Regions from separate parts of the Danio rerio genome. Here region 2 is linked to region 1. Evidence: chromatin contacts called from public Hi-C data. All regions are on one chromosome and are shown on one strand. The core of a region is the stretch at or near the end of the contact, and the rest is flanking DNA. Distances in the headings are between cores, read along the strand shown. Region 1 holds the start of zgc:92591. Region 2 holds the start of agap3 (ArfGAP with GTPase domain, ankyrin repeat and PH domain 3).

The links. A called contact is a pair of places that touch in the nucleus more often than the background predicts.
Region 2: a Hi-C map of an unstated tissue shows a contact between it and region 1, with 3 times the contacts expected there. The contact joins the promoter of agap3 here to the promoter of zgc:92591 in region 1. A contact is called at or near these places in 2 of 18 Hi-C or Micro-C datasets (hematopoietic stem cells and an unstated tissue).

The regions. Positions count from the first base shown.
Region 1 is chr24:38,251,794-38,254,562 of GRCz12tu, reverse strand. It overlaps zgc:92591, which reads right to left and starts at 1,490. Exons shown (of 2, transcript NM_001002724.2): 1 at 1,301-1,490. The coding sequence starts at 1,417. The region is part of intron 13 of agap3 (ArfGAP with GTPase domain, ankyrin repeat and PH domain 3); the gene reads left to right.
Region 2 is chr24:38,661,967-38,664,792 of GRCz12tu, reverse strand. It overlaps agap3 (ArfGAP with GTPase domain, ankyrin repeat and PH domain 3), which reads left to right and starts at 1,423. Exons shown (of 14, transcript XR_012399506.1): 1 at 1,423-2,206.

The sequences.
Region 1 (2,769 bases), core at 241-2,740:
GCAACCAAAATCCAACATCTGATAGACGTCATAGTGGTAACGTCCACAGAACGCCAAGCTGTAACATCATTAGACGTTGATGTTTGGTTGATTTTAGAGGTTGGACATTGACGTCAACCTGATGCTGGGTTCTGATGTCAACCCAATTTTTATTTCCAAATAAAAAAGTAATGTCCCCACGACGTTGGGAGACCATGTCAATTTGACTTAATGTGCCTGCTGGATGTTTAAGGCCATTTCGGTCATCATACAGTAAACATCCGTCATCTTCTCATCAGTGACACGCATCTAAACAGTCTCTGGGTCAATGTGTGTAAAGATTTTGGACACTTTTAATGCTTCCAAACAGTTTGCTGCAATTATAAATCAAAATGAACAACCTCAAAGACATGGGTGAGACGATTTACCTTCTATGTGCGATTTGATCGGACAGGAATCAAAGGACTGATTTTTCTAATCCTCATAGACAGGAAAAGATAAAGTAGTGACTGCAGGTTGAAGGAAAGAATTGGAGTAAAAGTACTGATACCACACTAAAAACGCACTCAAGGGAAATTACACATTTTTAAAACAACTTGGTAAGTTACCATTACTGAGAAAACTAGTCAATTACAGTAATTTGGGTATTTTTAGTTTGATACTTTACAACACTGAGCACATTCAAATAGTTTTAATAAAAGTGATAGTTTAAAATGAAAATGTCATATTAGTTTATAAATCCTCAAGGCTTATGAAATTTTCTTATTCAATAGAAGATTCAGATTGATCAAGCTGATGAATTTTATTAATATTATTAATGAGAACTGTAGGTTTAAAGGTTAGTTACTTCAAAACTGTAATGTAAAGTGACCGACTCTTATTAGGTTAAACAATAATTCAAATTCCAATTAAAGCATTTAAAAGCAAAATATAAAATCACTGATACTTACAATAAAGTTTTGTAATGCTTTAACGTTATAGTAAAGACATTTGTTTCAGGTAAGAATAAGTTTAGAACCTTTTAAGTAGGCTACATTATGTGTACTAACATTATCGAAATAGTTCTTGTCCGTTTAAACAATTCATAATGCCAATTTGAGCGAGGAATGATTCCTAAACCCCTCTGAAAGAGTATTTAAATCGTTTGGAGAATCAGTTCAATTGACTCATTTAAAAGATCCGACTCAATGATTCATTCTTGAATAAAGCGCACGTGGTGTTAAATACACGTGTTTTAATCGTAATTTACATTAGAATTTATTAGTTTCACATAATAAATATGAATTCTTTAAACTTTCTTATTCATAAACGCATCACTCACCTGCTTCAAAACTTTGTAGATATACACTGCATAGGTTTCCCTTCTCTTTGACTTCCGTTTAGATCCTTTTTTGTCCCCTGGCGCTTTGCCCTTCTTTTTTGCTCCTTCATTAGACATCATGGATATTCATATATTAATAACACTAAGCAATATTTTAATCTCTCATTGACGGGTTAGCCGTTTGGCAGATCTCCAGCTGGCCTTCATCAGCCATTTATGACGTGTACGGAAGTGAACACTAATTGGAAAGCGTCTGAGCTCAATCTCGCGTGGCGGACGGAATTCGGATCAGTCTTCAAGAGATCAAGTATGTTTTCCAGTCGCTTTTTTTCTATTAAGTGTCACATAAATCAGTTTGTAAGTGAAACTGTTAAACGTATTAGACTACCTACATTTTACGACATGAGCTGCATGCTTTTGGTCATAAAACCAAAACATATAATTTGGTCTTCCATTTTGTGAACTTGAAATGACCAAGAAATAATATCATAGTATTAGTCAATTTACGTAATTAGACTAGTTGTGTAAAAAATAATTTGTTAAGTAAGTTAAATTAAAGCAGCCCCTGTGTGTGTGTGTGTGTGTGTGTGTGTGTGTGTGTGTGTGTGTGTGTGTGTGTGTGTGTGTGTGTGTGTGTGTGTGTGTGTGTGTGTGTGTGCGCGTGCGTGCGCGCGTGTGTAGAGAGAGACAGAGAGAGAGCAATATAAAAACTAGATATTAAAGTTTGAGGACAAACTTTATGGTGGCTTGAAAAGCCGAATCTGAAAGTTTGAAGTGGTTGAATTAGCATGTTACTAGCATGATTCTAGCATGAATTAGCATACTACTAGGATAATTCTAGCATGAATTAGCATGTTAGTACCATGATTCTTACATGAATTAGCATGTTGTTAGCATGATTCTAGCATGAATTAGCATGGTACTAGCATGATTCTAGCATGAATTAGCATGTTGTTAGCATAAATCTAGCATAAATTAGCATGTTACTAGCATGATTCTAGCATGAATTAGCATGTTGTTAGCATGATTCTAGCATGAATTAGCATTTTACTAGGCGGTTGCTAGGGTGTTTTAAGTGGTTGCTAGGTGGTTGCTAAGATGGTGCAAGGCAGTTGCTAAGGTGGTCTGACTAGTTGCTAGGGTGTTGCTAGACGGTTGCTAGGGTGTTTTGAGTGGTTGCTAGGTGGTTGCTAAGGTGGTGCTAGGCAGTTGCTAAGGTGTTCTGACTAGTTGCTAAGTGGTTACTAAGGTGTTGCAAGGTGGTCGCTAGGGTATTCTGAGTGGTTGCTAGGTTGTTGCTAAGGTGTTGCTAGGCGGTTGCTAGGGTGTTCTGAGTGGTTGCTAAGGTGTTGCTAGGTGGTTGCTAAGGTGTCCTAAGTGGTTGCTAGGTGGTTGCTAGGGTATTCTGAGTGGTTGCTAAGGCGTTGCTAGGTGGTTGCTAGGGTGTCCTGAGTGGTTGCTAGGTGGTT
Region 2 (2,826 bases), core at 174-2,673, 410 kb before region 1:
ATTTTACCACCAGTAGCCTGTAAGAGTGCATCTTGTTAGTATATATGCAAGAAGATGCCCTGATGTTGCATTCAAAGTGAACAGGGCATCATTTCTTTTTGCGGCAAACCCAACAATAGATCTGTCCAGCCTGACGTGTCTAATGTGTACTTTAGTAACTGTAAATTATGGTCTTTTGATATTGCTAAAGCTGTAACCTGTAAACAAAAACGGTAGATCTCTTTGTTGAGTGTGCCCTGTGCCGGTGAAGGACTGAGCAATTATAAGTATTAAACCGTCAAGCAAAATATCTGGTTACATAATACCGAAGCATCAATCGCTTTATTATACCAACACCACCCAAACATCCAATCGAATCTCACTCCCCCATTTCTAGCACCGTTACGTGACGTGTGACGTCGCAGTGCATGGTAGTGGTCGAATCGTTCTATCGAACCGAATCTTTTGAATGATTCTCTACTGCGAGTCGTGTTTGGAAATCACAGGGCTGATTGTTTCAATAATATCCAGCTGCAGGCCCGCAGAACCACACACGTTTTAGGCACACACAATCTAGGACACACAATCTAGGCAAACCATATGGTTACGACGGATGTTGTGTTATTAACGTCTTTTTGAACATCGTCATCGATATATTTTGATATATGTGGTTAATAAATATTGTACACAATAAACAATAGTGTTTACTTTACTATATTTCACAAATATTGCAATCGAGACGGCCGAATGGGGAGCATTGTTTCCACCATTCAATATAATAGACTGAACAGTTTTTAATGAGTCATTATAGCTGATCAGTCATTATTATCTGATAAGATAATAATAAGATAATATTATTATTATTGTGATTGTGATTGTATTATTATTGTGATTATGATTGTTTAGGTGAGATAGGATCAGAAATGTGTCTTGTGTCTTACATGATACATTTAATAAGCAAACCTAATGATAACTTATGTATTGCAAGGAATTAATCAAAACAACGTTGTAATTGACAAGGATATAGCCTATCTGAGGTAACGTCAGGATTTTATTCCTTCGCTTGTTTTCATATTTGAAGAAAATTATGACGTCTGTGCTAATTTTAATAAACTGCAACGTCAATTAGAGATTCGTTATTTTCCTGTCAGATTCTTTTTTTACATTGTAAATGTGCAGTTACGTATGAGTGAGCACTTTACATCAGTTCTGAGCTCGAAATTTCACAGAATTATCGCTGATATCAACGTAAATTTATGTATAAAAACATAAGCACCCTTTTGAGAAAAAACTCAAACAAAACGGCTATTCGACTCTTTGAACAGGTTCAATAAGTGAACCGATTCGCTAAATGAATCAAACTTTCCACATCGTTTGGATGGAGGTGGGGGCCGGGGAGGGACTTCTTGGACCAAAAGAGGATTCAAACGTGTTTATGACTTCAGAGTAGAACCGTCGCATTCAGTCAGTCAATGGACTCGGGCGCATTGCGATAACCGGCCTCATTGTGTTCGCTTCAGGCTGGGAAGCAAAACAGAGAGAGATTCGGTCCAGAAGATCGCCCAAAAAACAAAGGTGTGTCCATCTGAAAGACATTCATTGTGTGCAAAAAAAGGACAGGACACGCGCAAAAGAGCGAGATCGTCGCTGGGAACAATGATGCTGACTGAAGTTTTGCTATTATGAGCAAGGCGCACGGATTGTTGGAAACCCATTGATGCGTCACATATAGTAGTTATCATTCCTCATCAAACTACAGTGTGTGCTGTGCGGATTCGTCGCGCGCTCTCCAAAACCACTCCAAACGCGGCAGTTCTATTATTCCCGTGAGCGGTTCCTCAATCCACAACGATGAATTACCAGTCGAGCGTCCCGGTTTCGGTGTCAGTGTCCGGGATCTCTCAGCAGTCCCAGCCCGCCATGCCCACCCCGGGCACGGTACCCGCACCGGTGCCCGTTCCTCAGCAAATCCCGCCTCAGTTCGGATCCGGATCGTCCGGGAGCTCCGGGGCGGGTCAGTTTGGCTCGGGAACCGTATCGGGCCCTGCAGCGCAGTCCGGCCCGCCGGGCTCTCAGTTCGTTTTGTCCAACTCAGCAGCCATCAGAGCCGAGATCCATCGGTTCGAGTCCGTCCACCCGAACATTTATGCAATATACGACCTGATCGAGCGCATCGATGACCTGGCCCTCCAGAACCAGATTCGCGAGCATGTGATCTCTATTGAAGGTAAGCGCAAGGCCAGATTAATTGATGCCACAATGAAACATTGTATTGTCTGTCAGTGTAAAGCAGATGGTGCATGAACACAAGGCGACGTAAATGAGTGTACAGCCCGCGTGTTGTCATAATCATACCAATTAGGGGCTACTGATAGCCTTGTTAATAATAACTTCTCCAAAAAAAAAAATCATAATAAATTAATATGTATTGCATGACATCAATTAAACAATAATAAACCAAATATTTGTTTTCGATGATGATGCACACAAAAAGTACAGCTGATGATTACACTTTCCTCTGCATGGATTGTTTGGCATGCTTATATAAGCTCACGCTTGCAAAATGCATCAGTGTGTTGTGGATGCAAATCAAATTGTGTATCAGAGATCTGTAGCTCTTTGCATTAATATCGACATGCCAGTCAGATGGGATTTTCACAGCAGATCTTAATGCAGGTTTGATTGTTTCATTATCATAAGCCCTTCTGGAAAATGCTTTCCAAGCTTCCTCCCATCCACTGTTTGTTCATCAGCCGTTGGGTTAAATGAGTTTTTCCCATTGATTTTGTCAAAGACATTGACTCTGGATCTAGAGACAAACTGTTTTACAGTGCATCACAAAAGCTG